Linked DNA regions of Mus musculus: all the other regions are linked to region 5. A link is a contact called in public ChIA-PET, Hi-C, HiChIP or PLAC-seq and Micro-C data. All regions are on one chromosome and are shown on one strand. The core of a region is the stretch at or near the end of the contact, and the rest is flanking DNA. Distances in the headings are between cores, read along the strand shown. Region 1 overlaps Stat4 (signal transducer and activator of transcription 4). Region 2 has its middle 19 kb from the start of Gm33795. Region 3 overlaps Stat4 (signal transducer and activator of transcription 4). Region 4 holds the start of Myo1b (myosin IB). Region 5 holds the start of Stat4 (signal transducer and activator of transcription 4).

Region 1 (2,933 bases), core at 258-2,757, 92 kb before region 5:
CAGAGGGGAAGAATATGTTTTTTAATTAGGTCCAATATTGCTTCAAGCCAAGTCCAGAAGGTAAATGTTTTGCCAGGCAAATGTTCCTATGAGTAAGAAGGAGCACACATGAGCAAGGACAGTGACGAGGCAGCATCCCTAACGGAACCCACTCCAACTTTTACAAATGTTCCCTTTGAGCAGGGCAGGACTTTTTTTTTTTTTTTAAGTTATCCTCATCCAGGAAATCTTCCAAACCACTGGATCTTTAGAAATCAGCTTTCTAACATCCTAATCGACACCCCCATTGCCCTGTTTGTACCTTGCAGAACTTGGCCCAGGTGAGGTGACCATCATTGTAGTTAGACTGAACTAAAATGAAAGGAAAAAGAAACAAAACTAAATGAAACAAGAATTTTAACGCAACACCGAAATCGTTCATTCTGTGCTCGATTTAATCTCTCCCCACTCTTCTCTTGCAAGCATTTCTTTGGCCTTCCAATGGAGGCACAGTGTGTGAGTGCTTCCTAAGGTCTAATGTGCCATGCTGTGCCTAAGAAGGTCAGTATCTAATAGGAAGCTTTTCTGATGGAGGAGCCAACAATGAGCTTAGGGAGCACCATGGATGGTCGGCACTGGGCATTCGGGCAGAGGGAGAACAGAAGCTCCTCCAGGGAGGAAGCAGAGTGAGGCCAAGGCGCTGTGGGATAACATGCTGCTGGAGATGGTAAGAGCGGCCCAAGGACGGCAACCAGACATCACACAACAAAATCATGTAATTAGGTATAGCTAGATTTAAGTGGAAAAATGGACTAGAAATCATGTAGGCAATATGCAGCCACCAGCTATTTTGATCTAGCACATTGAAATCTTAAGGAAACTACATTCCTGTGGATAATTTGCTAAAGATCCTAAGAACACTATGCTAATCTATACTATTTCTGGTAACATGCTAACATAATTTTTGCGTTAGTTGCTCATTAACATTTTACAAATGTTTACTACTGTATTTATGAACTCAAGACAAAAAAAAACCTATATTAAGTAGAATTTTAAATTGTTGGAAAGGGCAGTTGTATTTGACCACCCACTGTTGAGCCAACAGGTGCACAGAAACAGGTGAAGCTAGCCAACATCACATAAACCAGACGGCAGCCACAGCTTCTGTGCAGAACAAGCGTGGGTACCATAACTGCAAATGCATACAGACTCAGCTGGAGTTAGGTGTACTAGCTTGTCAAAACCCAGCTACGGCTAAGAAATATAGGCAAAGCTTATGAAGCACAGGTGATGTCTGCAAAACCAAGAAACCGAAGCGGCCATAATGTGCAGAATCAAGTCATTGCTCGTGTTTTTAAACTTCTAGCACATTTCCTGTGCTTAGCCCATCGTGTTCTAGTTGGTTAACATTACCATAAAGGCTTCACAGCATATTCAGAGGAAGTGACTTGAGAACACCTAGAAACCAGAGGGTGAACAGAGGGGCCTCAGAGAAGCACCCGTCTGGCCCACAATGTGACTCTGCTGCCTCCTAGCTGTGCGGTGGAGCCATTGACCTCTGATGTCCTCAAATCAATAGAACACTGTTGGGCCCAGGAACATTGTGAAAAATGAAAGTAAAACAACACTTAGCCCTGTGCCTGGCAATACAACATAGGCATCCCATAAAGTGTGACAGCATCGTAATTATTAATAGTAGTAACATAACTGCTTTAAAACTCTCGAGTGCCAAAACCAGAGGAAACCCCGTCTCCCGGCTCTCACCTGTGAGCTTCTCTGCCAGCATGTTGAGCTGCTCTGAATTAAGGCCACGACCGACATAGGATGAAAATTGCCAGCTCATCACTTCCAGGAGTTGGCCCAAAGTGACAGATGGAGGGTTATTAAAGAAAACCAAGTTCTGAAATAGAGGTATGGTGATTATATATCATAACCTAACAGGGAACACTACATTCGCTATATCGCATTCCCGATTTAGATTCTGGGTCAAGTGATGTTAATAATAAATTGTTCATAAAGTTCATCTCCCCATTAGAGTACTTTTGCTCCTTGAATATAATACAACTTGGGGATCCATCTTTCCTGAGAAAATCACTTGACATCTCCTAACTTTCTCTAAACTACCAAACAACAATCATCTCATGACTAACAATGGCTGGTCACATAAACTCCCTTGAAATGATATTAATTGTAAGCATGCTAATTGGCTCACCATGAAAGAGGGCTCTGCATTCAACAAGGATCACAAGACAGGAAGAAGAGAAGTAAAAGTATTTCTAGGGACACCATTGTCTCCTTGAGAAAGGTGGCTGGGAAATGGCTAGTGAGGACAGGGTCTAGTTAAGGTGTAAGAGCTCAGAGTTTGGAGGAAGGTAGAGTTAATAAGTCAAAGTTACTCGTTTAGCTTGGTTTTGTAAGGAGACTAAGAGTCCAGTCTCTAGATCTTCAAGAGGGAACCCAGTTGCTCTGGGAGGGTGAGCATGGTGGCATGTGGTGGCCTTAGCGGGTTCCTAGAAGAATGTTGCTAAGAGATAACAGTGTGGTGCTGTGCTAGGACAGAAGACCCTACTAAGTCTTTCCCGCCACACTCTAAAGTTGAATGTACAGACATGTAGCTCTTAAAGAGAAGTGGCATTTAATGCCAGGAACCACCTCTGGCCTTAAAGTGAATTATCTAGTGGATTCTCCAGCATGAGGGGAATGTCACGACTAGGGAGCCCTCCTGGTTGCAGTTGATGTGTCTTCGATGCCAGGACATCTGGGGATAGGAATGAACAGGGCTGTGCCTTTGTCTGTGTGATTTCCTTTTAAGGAATATTGCATTAAAGGGGAAAGGCACTGAAGGTTGACCTATTTAGGGATCACTTCTTCTTATGCAGTCACCTAATGGAAAGAATTCTTCTGGTAGAAACTGATTTGAGCAAGGAAGAAAAGTTATTCACATTTAAGCTGTT
Region 2 (3,207 bases), core at 686-3,185, 74 kb after region 5:
ACATTACTGTCACTTACCAACTATTTACCCACGTCTCCCACATGCCGGAAATGCGTTTTTAAAAAAGACATGTTTAAAATCAGAAAGGCCATTCAATTATTTTACTTCCAGACTCTATACTTGTTCCTACTAACCAGAAGTCTTTGCCTTGGGAAAATAGTTTCATTTCCCTCTCCCTTTCCCAAATTTCCTAAAAGACCTGTATTGGGATGGTAAAGGTTTTCTGAGTCCCAGAGGAGTTCTCCTTGGCTAGGAAGAGCTTGTTGGAGCATGTTCTGAGAGAGCCCCGAGGAGCATACCTCAGAACAATGTTTTCAAACATTCTATGCTCGCTTTTTTCAATATAACTACTGCAGCCTGTGGTAGACAACAAGTGACTCCAGAGGGCACTGAGCTACGTTTCTTTCACAAACGCTCTAAAGATACAAATTCCAGCTTTCAAAGAACTGCGTGGTGCTCCCAGAATTTATCCCAAGAGCTTTGTAGGGTTTACTTCCAAGATAGAAGGAGCAGAGGTTCTTTGTTATTAATATATTTTATATTAGCTTGAGGAAATGTGTTGTTCTTCAGTGAGGAAATAAGTTAATTATAAGGAAAAGAGGGTGTGTGGAAAGGTCCATATCCTTGAATTATAAAATTTCTCTCATTTCCCTCCCACCCCAAAGATTCCCATAACGGTATCTAAATGCATCATGTAAGAAAACTTCTTCATCTACTGCAATTAGTTATTCTCTTATCTACCAATAAGAATTTGCATATGAGCTGTGAGGTAAACTTTTAAAAACAATTTATTCGTAAAGATAGGCAGTGCCTGCTTAGAGAACCTTTCCATGGGAGAGAAGATACTTTGAAAAATATTCTCTGTGTGGAACTTTCTGCTGAAGTTAAAGACAAGATTGTTTCTGTCTTCAGCTTTAGAAGGAGCTGAAAGACTCTGTGCATGAAATAGAAGTGTAATGTTCTTAGAGTATCATGCACTACCTCAGTTCCATGTGCTTAGTAGGTGCTCATTAACTAATCATGCAAACTGCAGAATGGCTCTTGTTGTTTGGGATCATATAGGCTGTGTTTAGAACCACCGGGAACTCGGCAAAACCAAGTCTCATTTAATCCCATTACACGTGTCCATTTCTCAATTCTCCCTTCTTTCTGTGAACTCTGAAATCATGTGTTAGGAGCTGTATTTGGGAAGACAGGCTCAAACATCATAATCATCATACCTTACAAAGACAACACAAAGAGAAAATGTAAAACCAAATCAGAGGCGGGCCAATGTCCTCATGGAGTGTCTTTGTGGTTCTACCTCTGGAGACACCACGTTAGGATAGATTTGACATGAGAGGCAGGATGGGGCCTTCTCTAGGGACTCCTCTTAAACTCTGACTTAGCTCAGCTGGCTAATTGGCTTAGCCTTCCTCATCTGACAAACTCAGGTTTTAAAAACAGAACCAGAGGAGGGCCATTGGTCTGGAGTAAAGGTTATCAGGATAGTAAACAAATTCCCTAAGCCTTCTGTTGAAAAATGCTCAGTGGGGCAGACCTGGCTTTTCCTGTTCTTGGCTGCATCTGCTGTGAGCATAATAGGCTCATTTAAAGTGAAGGGTTTGCCTTGAGATCAGAGCTTAGGGTGGATTCTGTAGTGCAGTGATGATCATAGAGTCCTGCTTTCTCCCACCACTGTGCTCTCTCCTTTATTTCCAACCCATTACCAGTTTTGCCTTATAAAGTTGAATTAAAAGTGGAGGATGGTGGTTCAGTAAGTCATCTTCACTTTATTCTCTAACACTAGACAGTTCCCACTTCCTGGGTGCCTCTGTGCCAGGGAGCTGTGACTGTCTGGTTTTCTGTATTGACACAGTGCTGTAAAGTGACATAGTTGTCACTTTACAGAGCAGTGATAACTTTGTTTTGGTGAATGAAACTTCCCCGACGTGCAGAAAGAGGAAGTGGCAGACCACTCTATCTATTGTTCATGTTCCTGTTTCGCATCTGCCCTCTGAATGGTACACAGTGAGAGGAAGTCCCAGACACTGTGGTCATCACCCATCAGGTTTTAAACGTCTAGCTTGCTGGATCAGAAATTACACTTAGGACCCTCATGCTCTGATGTTACTGCATAGGCAGGGAGGGACTCACTTTTCAAGTGTGTCTACTGGTATTGCACAAGCCACTAACCTTCTCACTCATCACTGAGACGGGATCCTACAGAACAAGGACATGGAGCTAGGCCATAGCCTCGATGGCTTATCTCTCGAAGCTCCTCTAATCAGTCCTATTCCAAACTGGGTGACTAGAGCAGATTATAGAGCCATGGGGTGCAACTTCTGCTGGCCTCATTCCATGCTGTGCAGGCGGTATAAATATGGCTATAAAATCTTGAGCTGCAACTCTAGGCCACGTCACAGAGGTATGACATGACTCGTAACTGGAGCAACACTGGTCAATTAGAAGGGAGGCCGCTCTTTGTGGGAGGAGCATGTTTGGTAGTCTTTGAATTAAGAATCAGACACAATGTCAAAGGCCATGGCCCAAATTAAAAGAAGACCTTGGCACAAGGAAAGGGTGGAGAGAAACCCTCTGTTGCTCACAGAAGAGCATTCCTACAGTGTCCCATGGATTAAATGCCTACAGGGTCTGAAATGGCATAATCAAATCAATTATAATACTGTACCAAACATATAATATTGTACCATTACATAATATATGAATTATCCATTACTACATAAAATAAATTATCCTAGCTCAAAACAACAAACTTATGACATAGTTCCTGAGTATCAGTAATTAAGTGGCGCGTCTAGATGGTTCCCTCTCAGAAGGCAAGTGCTGGGTGAGGAGTCAGGCAGCCAAGGTTTTCAAGATTTGAGAGAGTTGATTTAAATGATTGCTGTCAGGAGGCTGTTAAGCCCAAGTTGCATGTACCCAAAGACCACTAAGGAGCCAATTCCAATGTAAACCATGTAACGGTCTTTATTGTGAGCAAGGTCTCTCTCACCATCATAGTGGGTCAGAGTGAGAGCCCTGAGTCTAGGGGTTCAGGATTTGTATTGCGGATACAGCAAACTTGGGGCATGCATCTATACAGGTCAGCAAGTTAATATTTTAAAAACTACATTTCTGCTGTACTCCGTAGGAACTGAAGATGAGAACGAAGCCATCGGACCACCAGGATGGATAAGTTACTTATTCTCTGCAGGATGTCTTGAG
Region 3 (3,240 bases), core at 671-3,170, 68 kb before region 5:
TGCTGTCTGAGTTGGAAAAGACTCTCTGCCAGTAGGGTAAAGCTATTGAACAGCAAATGAGAAGGTTTTTTTTTTTCCTTCCCTACTTAACGATCAAGCTAGTTTAGCAACTGATCATATTTCATAAGTAACAAATGACTAAGTGATTGTTAAATTAATTAAAATTATGATTACTAACAATTCTTTATATTTTCCTAACCTCTTTCTTCCTGAATATGAATTATGTTCAATATTTTCTAATTTGTGCTTTCAATTTACAGGCATCCTTTATGAAATATTGTCAACATCTGGAAACAAATTTCTTTTAATTGGCCTTTAGATCCTGTTAAGTATGCATATTAAGAATATGCCTCCCACTAAAAGTCAGAGACAGACCAATTTAAAATGCAGAGTATAGGACATGAAGAATGTTGTTGTGTAAAATTCATCTCCCTCCCCCTATACACATTTGCAACTCCTAAGTGCTAGTGGGAAGTGATGACTTGGTCATTCTGACACAAGTGAGTGTTTGGGAAGCCTTGCTTTGACACTCAAGTGCAACGCTGCTCACTGTGTGCTGATCTTGGCTTAGAAATGGAGGTGAGGATTAGGTCAGAATAGAGAAGAATTAGAAAGACCGAAACAGAAGAAGAGGAAGGGGAAGAGGACAGGGTCTACGGCTAGAGGAGCAGAGCATCTCTCTGCAGTCTCCCCGGCAACTCTTTCTCAAGTACACAGGAAGGACCAGGGAGGGAGCTGTGGCAGGTCCCATCAATTTGTGGCTTTCATTACTCCCTGTGTTGCTTGTCTTGTTTTCACAGTAGAGTACTTTGGGTTTAGAGAATTGAGGGAAATCAGTGTGTTGGAAAGTGAGCCCACATCTTTACTTCGCTTGAGAAGGAAACCTGAGGTATGGCGTATGGCGATTTTCCATTTTTCTTGAATTATCTCTTAGAAAGCAATTTTGAATGGTAACCGAATGATTTTTGTTTCTCCTTATATTTTTCAATTGTCCTCTTAGCCAGATCGTTTTTATTTTGCAGTTATGAGTCAGAAAACCTTATCAACATTTTTATCCTTCTATGTGAAAAGATGGTATCTACATTTAACGGCTTATCTGCATATTAGGTATCGATGTCCTGTTGTACTGTTAGTTTTGTAAAGGGTCTTGCTCTGTAGACCAAGGAGGCTTAGAACTTGCGTGACTCCCCTGAGATGACGGGTGTCTGTTACCATATGTAGCTTAACTTTTTAACTGGCCAATAAACATTGTGTATATTTGTAGTTTTATATATGATGTTTTGCTATATTTATATACTGAAGCATGGCCAAATAAAAATTTAAAAAATATGCATTGTCTCCCATAACCTTCTTTTTGTAAGAACAGAAATTCTATGTAGTAATTTTCAAGTATATAACATATTGGTAACTACAGTCATCAAGGTGTATGGTAGCTTTCCTAAACTTATTCCTCTTTCCTACTGAAATTTTGCATCTTTGACCAACATCTTTTACAAAGTTAATGTGTTTGAAAATATAAAACTAAATGTTGAGCTTATACCATAAGACACACATTTTAAAAGTTGTTTTTCAGAGTTTTGAAGCTAATGTTTATTCTACCCTTAATGATATGCATTATAGGCTTCGAAAAAAGTCACTAGAGTCTTTTAAGATATCACGTTTGCTTATTGATCAATTCTTATGTATGGGAAAGGCTTCCTTTGTCTTCCCAAAGGAGGCAAGCTGAGAACATGAGACAGGGGCTCCCTCCTGCTCAGTAGTCCCCAGCTTGGTGTAGACTGCACTCTCACTGAGCAACTGCAGCCCTTGCTTCCTGTGGTTTTCACTAGAAACTAAAGTTAATCGCTTTACCAGTTCTGAAGCTGGTCCAGCCCATTGTGGAGCGGGCCACCAATGCAGGCAATCTGCTGCCGCTTTTTCCAGTCCTGCAGCTCTTCTAGAAGCATGCTGTTCATGAGCAGGTCTGTCTCGTTCACTATCTGCGTCATCTTACTGAGTGCTTCCTGCAAACAGACAGCATGCAAAGAGATCCACAGAACACCAGGTTACAGGTCTGCTTACCAAAACACACTGCTCTGAGAGACAAAGAGTTGACTAAAATTAACCAAATATTTGATAGTGCCTTCTCAAACAATAAAGTCATTACAACTGAATAATAGCATGAGAACTGTGACCACGGCTTGGCATCCTCATGCATCCGTCTAAAGTATCCAGTGGGAACTTTTGTGTCAATATTGAATGGTGCTGTCCTAAACATGCATTTGAAGGCCATTTATAACAGTTGTCTATTTTATTTATGTGTTTTAGTGGTGTGCTGACATGTCTGTCCAGCTGATATATGTGCAGTGCCTCCCAAAGGCAGAAGAGGTGTTGGATCCCCTAGGAATGGAGTTTCAGTTGCTTGTGAGCCACGATGTGGGTTCTGGGAACGGAACCTGGGTCCTCTGGAAGATCAGCCTTTGTTGCTCTTAACTCTTAAGCCATTGCTCCAATGCCTGTTTCTAAATGAATGTGATTATCCATCTATTTGCAAAAATACTGATTAAAACTTGGTTCTTTCTGTGTTACTTTTTTTTCACACTTTGTGTTTAAGGAGGCAGAGTAAAATACAACTTTCATAAGCTTGGAAATTAGGAGACAGGAGTTTTTCTTCAGGTTTTGTGAGTTTGGACAAAGCATTTAACCTTCTTATAATTTAGTTCTCTCTCATATATATATATATATATATATATGTATATGTATATGTATATGTATATTTGTATATGTATATATATGTAGGTGTGGGGGTGTGGGTAGATGGGCTATATTATTTTCAGATTTCCTTCTCTATTTCTAATTTTGTTTCTCAAGCAAAATAAAATGGTGCATATAAAACATGAAACAGATCACCCATAAAATCCTTACATGTTAGCTTGGACTATCTGCTTATGTATACCGTTTGTGTGATTGCAATCTTACACACACCTAATTATATTTATAATCAATTTAAAGTGAAAGTAAACTTATTTGGATGCATATAAGTTTATTCACCAAAAATGATCTTTTAGAAGTGAACTACTGATTTAGCAGTTATTGGCTAAATATCAATTGCATTTACTTTTAAAGACAGGTAGAAAATTGAAATAAGCCAGGCAGTGGTGGTGCATGCCTGTAATCCCAGCACTTGGGAGGCAGAGGCAGGCAGATTTCTCAGTTCGAGGCCAGCCTGGTCTACAAAGTGAGTTCCAGGACCGCCAGAAC
Region 4 (3,336 bases), core at 782-3,281, 92 kb after region 5:
TCCTTAAGACTTCCTCTTATTGCTCCAAATAGAGCACTGAGCATTGCCTTAACTCTTCACCGAAATCTGGCAATCAAAAGTTTTTAGTCTGGGAATTCACCTGAGTTGGTAGAGTGCCTGCTGAGCACATGTAAAGGCCTGGACTTATTTTCAGCACTGCATGGAACAGGGGGTCTGCATGCAGTCCTAAGCACTCGAGGTGAGCACAGGCAAAGGAGATGTGTTCAATCATCATAGGCTACAGTAAGTTTGAAGCCAGTCTATGATACACAGACTCCTGACTCAAAAGTTTCCTGTCCCTACTCTGCAAGCCACTGACTTATAGTTTATGAACCTGTCATTGTATTTTGAAGAAGATAGATTGGCCAGGAGGGTTCAGAGGTCCTGTTGCTGCCCAGTTGCTATAAGCAGATGGAACCAAAGATCTGGCACATATTAAAACATGTTGCCATGTAGTAGGTCTATATTTTGTTTCTCTGGAAGCTGAGAGCGGTGTCTTTACTGTACTAAGTTATCAAGGTCTAGGGTAGCTTGTTTGGTCAGCTGTGGTGGAGGCAATCATTTATGCTACCACTAGGCCAAGTCACCAATGACAAACCCTCCTTCACTTCATGTTTCTGGAGACTGACTTGAGTTAGCTGGGGTTTCACTCTAGGTCTTACTTCATGTAGTATAAGGTGACTGTGACTAAGTCAACTTTAAGGCTCACACAGCCACATGGCTGGGACAGTGAGCAGATGCGGGCACTCTTAGTCTGGAATATATGGCTATACCTGGCTTCTGTGTGCTCCCTCACAGTGAGAGAGAGAGAGAGAGAGAGAGAGAGAAAGAGAGAGAGAGAGAGAGAGAGAGAGAGAGAGAGAGAGAGAGCTGGGTTGGTCATACCACCAACTGTATCCCATTTGTTAGAATTCAGTCCAGCCTGTATTCAAGAGGAGGGCAATCAAATGGCACTCCTCAATGAGAGGTGTACCAAAGAATTTGTGGAGGTTCTCCATAGTTGTATATAAGCTGGAAGGAAGAAAAAAAAGCTCTCAGACTTTGTTTGTCCTGGCCTCAAAAACAAAAATTGAAAAGTAACTTACCTCACAGGTTTTTGTGAAGATTAAATAAAATTGTATCCACTACTCAAAATATGTTAGCTTAAACCATTACCATGCCGACTGAAGACCTAACTGATGCTGGTTCCGTCAATGATGCTAGAATTCCCAGCAGGTCAGTTTGTAGAGGAGGGTCTTGGTAGCCTCTGAGAAGTCCTGGGGCCTGTGCTGGAGGGACAGAGTGACTATATAAGGTTGGAAATCTTTGGTTCGCCTCCTTTCAGTGACAGTATCCAGATATAGGTCAGTGCACTTAAACCTGGCCCCATTTATGGCAATTTATTTCATTATAGGATAAAGTCGTCAGATTCATGAGTAATAATTACTGTGTCTGCCGCGCTTTTAACACCCCAGCCATGTAATCCTCACCTCACCCCATGAGTAAGTTTGATGAACACCCTTACCTCTTCCAGGAACAAGCCAGACCCAGGGTCATGTGGCTTGTCCCGAATCCCAGCGTGGTGAAGACACCTGGAGTGAGAAGCTGGGAGTCCTGAGTCTTCAGACCCTCTACCATGGCCAAGTGATTGCCAGTCATTGCTCAGTACCTAATGGTATATTCAATATGTATGTCAGTGACAGAGACAATAAAAGCCTCACATGGCAGGCCATTTTCTCTTCCATTAAATTGTCATTTTGTGATATTTTTGGGCACCCAAACTTGGACCTAGGAGGGTAGGCAATGTGGAGAAGAATATTCTCTCTGCTGAGGTTCGCGCCCAGGCTCTTGCAGCTGTTCGGCTCTGCATCTCTGGTCTGCAGTTCGCGGATCATGCAGTGGCCAAGGTGAAGGGCCAGTGCGCTTTCCTGGGTGTCCCCGCCCGCCGGGTGCTCACCGGGGGGCGCTGTGCGGCCTGCGCGCCTGGGTGAACCGCGGCCAGGGAGCGAGGGGCGCGTCCGGGCGGTGAGGTCGCCGCCCCCGCCGGGAGAGGGGAGTGGCCGCGCCGCCGCCGCGCCTCTAGCCAGCGCACTCGGAGCCCAGCCGGCGGACGCGGTGTGGGTGCACTGAACGCACGGTCGGCTGAGCGGCGCGGGATCCCCGGCAGCAACTGTGGCACAAGCCCCGCATCGGATCTGACCCGCGTTCCCCAGGCGGCGGCCAGCGAGCAGCACGCGGAGACGGAGTGGCCGAGCGGTTGCCGGGCGAGGTACGCTGCACTCCCCCGTGCCGGCTCCCTTCCCGCCCGTGCCTTTGTGCGCGCGGCCCCAGGCTCAGCCGCAGCCTGCAATCCCGGGTCATCAGCTCCCGGGGCGCTCCTGTGGGGCGCGGAGGCACTCCACCGTGAACCCACGCGCGCTCGAGGTCGTCGAGGGTGATCGCGGCCCCGTGTGGCTTCGGGGGCGGCAGGAGAGGGAAGGGGCTTACAAACTAAGTTGTTCTCTCACTTTGTGTTATTGGCTTCCTACCTACGGGCACTGGGGAACCCTGCTTCCCGCGGGCCCACTCGCATCCCCCTCCATCCCTCTGGCCCACTGGAGTTTCCCGGCCCCAGGTTCTATGGAAGGACAAGCTTATGGCTTCCTGTGGGAAGGAGAAGCGGAGGTGGAGGCGGAGGTGGAACAATGGGGCGTCCTGGGGAGTGGGGTTCAGGTGCGGTGTGCCCCGGCCGCGGCGCACCCGGAGGGGCGACCGGACCCGATGGATCGCCCTGCGAGTGCAGCTGCGCTCCGCTCCTTTGTTCCGCCACAGCGGAGGGGGCTGCCCCGGGTCCCGTTTCCTGCCCGGGATGGGATTGATTCACAGTCCCAGAGAGGCAAGGGGAAGGGGGCGGGGCTCGAATGGAAACCAGACTGGGAACGGGAGCCCTGCAGGGCGCTGGGCTGGGTGGAGCTCTGGGGAGGGGGTAATGAGAGTGCGTTGGAGTTAATTACAAACACAACCTTCTGTCTAAAGGCCTGTGGAGTTTATTTGCGGTGCTTTGTTCATACTACGGCCTAGCACTAATTGGTGCAGCAAGTTCTGTTCTTTCTTGAAGTTCTAGGCTCTGGCTATGGGAGTTTGCTGAAGGCAGATCTTGTTATTTATAACGGACGAAGAGGGCTTCTTTTGTTTTGTTTGTTTTGTTTTGAAATATTTTTCACAATGAATCAGGATATATGTGTGCATGTGTATCTGTGGATTTTATTGTGGCTCGGATAGGCTAACAAACTAAACCCCAAAGCGGGCGTGGTGGTGCACGCCTTTAATCCCAGCACTTGGGAGGCAGAGGCAGGCGGATTTCTGAGCTCAAGGCCA
Region 5 (3,327 bases), core at 314-2,813:
CTCAGATAAGTCACTCTTGCAAACCAAGGCTGAAGCAAGGTGCAGAAGGACCCTTTTCTCCCTGGCGTACCCTAAAGAGGAAAACCTTCAGACCTCGTTTGGAGCTCAGGAAGTCCCACCCCTGGCTGAGGAGTTATTGGCAATTGATGGTTCAGGGTCTGCGTCCAATCCCACATCATCATCCATGCACATGCAGGCATCACTACGTGAATCAACCAACCAAACAAATAAACAAACAAGCAAACCAGCACATAAAGTTGAGAGGGAATAAATACCCTAGGGAGAAAAGGAGAAGATCTGGAGGGTAGCGAATGAGAGTGGATTTGATAAGTTCCTTTTAAAATTACTTTTCTAAAACTTTAAGAAATTAAAGCGAGGTTTTTTGTTGGGTTTTTTTTTGGGGGTGGGGGGGGTGGTGGTTTGTTCTGGTGTTGTCGCTGTTGTTTGGTGTTCAGACCTCCAGCGGGTGTCTTTGTTTTCACTCTCTAGGGGCTCATTGTCCTGTCTCAGGACAAGTACTTTCCATCTAAAACCTGGATGCCTGCCGGCTCCCTCCTGGTATTCCTGCATTCAGGCCCATTTCCCGGGTGCTAGCAGTGCTGTTGACTCTTTGACCTCTTTGCAAAGGGACGACCTACTTTAAGCATCACTCACACTTCTCAAAGCCACAATCACCGGCTACCCTAGCGGGATGGTGTTTCCCTGAAACCCAGATGTGCCAATCTCGGGTCAGATATCACAGCCCTCCGTTGGCTAAAGAAAATTAGGGCTGTCTTCCAGCCCTTAGCTGACACACCTCCGCAGCAGCACAGCCCCCAACCCACCCCTCCGCTTCACGGAGATGCCTCGACTTCTCCCTCCTTCAGTAAAGATCCGGAGCCAGATCTCCATTTAAGTCTTTGGAAGACTTTTTTTCTGAGTGATCTGAGTGTAATGAGTAGGACCCTTCTTTTTATAGGCATCCCTTCCTCCCCAGTCGTGTTAATACCAATTGTAGAAAGACGCCCCAAGAATCCTGCCTAGATGTTTCCTATTGTGGAGAGGCCACACGCAGATGCGGGCTGCCTGGCTTACCTGGCTCTCTCTCTCTCCGTCCAGGTAGTGGCACTGCACAAGTCCAAAGTCAGAATCGGCCTTCAGGGTCCACAGCCGCTGACGCCATTCCTCTAGGGGATTTGCATTTCTCCACCCACTTGAGGCTTTCCTGTGCGTCAGTGTTTGAGTCCCTGGGACTTTAGGCAGTTCCTATCCACTCTATTCTAGAAACGCTTTACAAAGTCAGGCTGAAGCCCCCTTGGCAGAGCACCGCCCCATCCCTAGTAGCCACTCTTACAAATGCAAATTGTCCCAAGGTGTGTAGAGTAAGAGGTACACACTGAAGGACTGGGATTCCTGTTTTCCTAGACATAACTCCATCCTTTCTAGGGAGCCAGCATCAACACACCAACCAACAGCAGGGTCTGCTGTCTTGTGAGAAGACAGGCTTACACAGGTTTGTGGCAACTCGTGTAAAAGTTCTCGGTGTATGCCCTCTCTGGCCAGCTTCCACCTTGTCTTGGTACCTGTAGTCTGTGTGCTCCCCTCTTTATGACATGGGTCTGTTCTAGAATCACAGAGCTGGGTGGAACCTCGGTTCCTTTCCGTTCTAAATTTCACTTTCTGAAGACATTGAGGACCAGGCAGGTGAACAAAGTTACTCAGAGACATAGCCACTGGACTAAGATAGACAGTCATCTCTCAGGGATCACTGACTTCCAGCGGATTCCTTTAGATATTAATGCCTTGAACAGGAAAAAAATTCTACCAGAGTTCAGCAAAATAAATCAGACTGGTGGAAAGCAATGGGCAGACTGGATACACATGTGTCTAGGGTAGTATACCTAGGCAAAAGCCTGTATCATATCAATGACCAGCCATCACACAGGTGTGCCACCTGGATTCTTCTCTCCCAAGTGACAACTAAGCCATTCACACCCTACCCAGGAAACTTTTCTCCCTCTCAGGAGCTGAGGCTGTGACTCAGACAAGTCTGGGCACTGTCATTTTTCACTCCTGATGTTCCCCCCACTGCATCTTCTCACCAGGTACCCCCCCCATGCCACCCCACACACAGTGAAATCCTAGACTTTGTGAAGATGTAACAATGCCCCCAAACCCACAGTAGGTTTTTGTTTGTTTGTTTACGCTGAATTTCTTTACTCTTCTTGACCAGCTGTCTGGGAGAAACAGAACACACTCCTTGCATTTTCTGATCCCCCTCATGTTCTTAATCTCTGTCTCTCCCCCCTCCCTTTCGATTTGTGTGTGGATATAGGCATATGTTCAGAGCATGTGTGAGTGCTGGCATGCCATAGATCCCAAGTAGAGATCAGAGAACAATATCCAGTGTTGCCCCTGCCTCCAACCCTGTTTGAGACATGGTCTCCTGTTGACACTGAGTTAGCCAGCCTGGACTGCCTGGAAGCTTCTGGGGGTTCCCGTGTCTCCCATCTTGCCATGGCACCATCACAGCTGGCTTTACATGAATCATGGAGATCCACATTCATGTCCTCTTACCCGAGTGTAAGTGCTTGACTCACTGCACCATCTCCCTAGTCCCAGACACATTTAAAGTGGAAAAAAAAAATGGGTGAAATCAGCACAAGTAACCTAATATCTACAAAATAATAATACTTCATTTAAATTATAATAAAACATTAAATTATAATAAAACATTTAAATTGCTACCTAAGATCCTTTGTATTCCTTCCTATTGAACACCTAGATTCTGCAGTGTAAGTGGATTTCTTTCCAGTGTCTAAAGCCCTGGTGGCTGCCATTCTGGACAGCTTAGGTGGAGACCACTACTCGCCACTTTTACTTCCTGCCTTAGAGTGTTAATCACATTGGCTTTTTGTGTCTTTATCGCTACATTTAACTGTTCAGGTACATGTACAAAAATGGGTATGCTCTCTTTCTCTTTGAGACACTTCTAGATCTCTGCTTTTTAAAACTTGTTGAGGACCCCCATATTTGTGTATTATAGTTTTGCAGCTATTCACTCTATGAAAATTCAGATCTGAGATAAGCTATTCATGCTTCCAATAATATGCCCATTATATGTTAGAATGAACATGCTTTGTAAACAACAAAAATGTCTTCCAGCAAAAAAGTAGAGTGAGAAAAGTGGCTTTAGGGTTTGTTTTGAGACAGAGTCTCAAGTAGCCCAGGCTAGCCTCAAACTCACTGTATAATATGACCTTGAACTCCTGATCCTTCTGCTGGGATTACAGGCCTACACTACCTCTCTAGACCTGAGTTACACTCTAAGTCTCTCTAATGTCTGTT

Evidence for each region. A called contact is a pair of places that touch in the nucleus more often than the background predicts. ChIA-PET counts read pairs in DNA pulled down with a chosen protein or histone mark. HiChIP or PLAC-seq counts read pairs in DNA pulled down with a chosen protein or histone mark.
Region 1: a contact with region 5 is called in a Hi-C map of effector CD8 T cells, with 4 times the contacts expected there. The contact joins the enhancer-like site here to the promoter of Stat4 in region 5. A contact is called at or near these places in 23 of 39 promoter capture datasets (the 3T3-L1 cell line, 3T3-L1-derived adipocytes, the C10 cell line and 14 more), 11 of 15 datasets of contacts at CTCF or cohesin (CD8 T cells, the G1E-ER4 cell line, the NIH/3T3 cell line and 5 more), 321 of 484 Hi-C or Micro-C datasets (2-cell-like embryonic stem cells, the 3T3-L1 cell line, 3T3-L1-derived adipocytes and 155 more), 55 of 115 datasets of contacts at active chromatin or transcription factors (the 230-238 cell line, CD4 T cells, CD4 single positive thymocytes and 34 more) and 6 of 9 other capture datasets (adipose tissue, embryonic stem cells, embryonic tail and 3 more).
Region 2: an RNA polymerase II ChIA-PET map of memory CD8 T cells shows a contact between it and region 5, with 159 read pairs. The contact joins the enhancer-like site here to the promoter of Stat4 in region 5. A contact is called at or near these places in 4 of 39 promoter capture datasets (hippocampal neurons, macrophages, pre-B cells and 1 more), 37 of 484 Hi-C or Micro-C datasets (the AtT-20 cell line, B cells, CD8 T cells and 30 more) and 7 of 115 datasets of contacts at active chromatin or transcription factors (a beta-TC-6 cell line, bone marrow-derived dendritic cells, effector CD8 T cells and 3 more).
Region 3: an H3K27ac HiChIP or PLAC-seq map of the HPC-7 cell line shows a contact between it and region 5, with 6 times the contacts expected there. The contact joins the enhancer-like site here to the promoter of Stat4 in region 5. A contact is called at or near these places in 3 of 39 promoter capture datasets (embryonic stem cells and macrophages), 5 of 15 datasets of contacts at CTCF or cohesin (CD8 T cells, the NIH/3T3 cell line, large pre-B cells and 2 more), 98 of 484 Hi-C or Micro-C datasets (the 3T3-L1 cell line, the AML12 cell line, B cells and 55 more), 31 of 115 datasets of contacts at active chromatin or transcription factors (the 230-238 cell line, CD8 T cells, DN3 thymocytes and 18 more) and 4 of 9 other capture datasets (adipose tissue, liver, macrophages and 1 more).
Region 4: a Micro-C map of embryonic stem cells shows a contact between it and region 5, with 3 times the contacts expected there. The contact joins the promoter of Myo1b here to the promoter of Stat4 in region 5. A contact is called at or near these places in 3 of 484 Hi-C or Micro-C datasets (Sertoli cells, embryonic stem cells and stem cell-derived neural progenitor cells), 3 of 115 datasets of contacts at active chromatin or transcription factors (bone marrow-derived macrophages, embryonic stem cells and neural progenitor cells) and 1 of 9 other capture datasets (liver).

What each region holds. Positions count from the first base shown.
Region 1 is chr1:52,099,270-52,102,202 of GRCm38.p6, reverse strand. It overlaps Stat4 (signal transducer and activator of transcription 4), which reads right to left. Exons shown (of 24, transcript NM_011487.5): 17 at 1,744-1,879; 18 at 302-351; 19 at 1-86. Among named protein-coding and RNA genes, the nearest start is that of Gm31812, 13 kb to the left of the region's middle. Within about 2 kb of position 1,507, at least 45 of the 459 cell types and tissues checked have an H3K27ac peak or open chromatin away from gene starts, as enhancers often do. A contact at or near this core is called in B-cell progenitors, CD8 T cells, CD8 central memory T cells and 16 more, where this site is marked.
Region 2 is chr1:51,933,454-51,936,660 of GRCm38.p6, reverse strand. No RefSeq gene overlaps it. Among named protein-coding and RNA genes, the nearest start is that of Gm33795, 19 kb to the right of the region's middle. Within about 2 kb of position 1,935, at least 117 of the 459 cell types and tissues checked have an H3K27ac peak or open chromatin away from gene starts, as enhancers often do. A contact at or near this core is called in B cells, CD8 T cells, the HPC-7 cell line and 13 more, where this site is marked.
Region 3 is chr1:52,075,296-52,078,535 of GRCm38.p6, reverse strand. It overlaps Stat4 (signal transducer and activator of transcription 4), which reads right to left. Exons shown (of 24, transcript NM_011487.5): 8 at 1,852-2,003; 9 at 1-42. Among named protein-coding and RNA genes, the nearest start is that of Gm31812, 37 kb to the left of the region's middle. Within about 2 kb of position 1,920, at least 17 of the 459 cell types and tissues checked have an H3K27ac peak or open chromatin away from gene starts, as enhancers often do. A contact at or near this core is called in CD8 T cells, the HPC-7 cell line, Th2 cells and 5 more, where this site is marked.
Region 4 is chr1:51,914,673-51,918,008 of GRCm38.p6, reverse strand. It overlaps Myo1b (myosin IB), which reads left to right and starts at 2,031. Exons shown (of 31, transcript NM_001161817.2): 1 at 2,031-2,248. It overlaps Gm33795 (a long non-coding RNA gene), which reads right to left and starts at 1,847. Exons shown (of 3, transcript XR_001778914.2): 1 at 1,505-1,847; 2 at 1,086-1,268; 3 at 1-1,011.
Region 5 is chr1:52,006,476-52,009,802 of GRCm38.p6, reverse strand. Stat4 (signal transducer and activator of transcription 4) reads right to left here and starts at 1,563. Exons shown (of 24, transcript NM_011487.5): 1 at 1,075-1,563.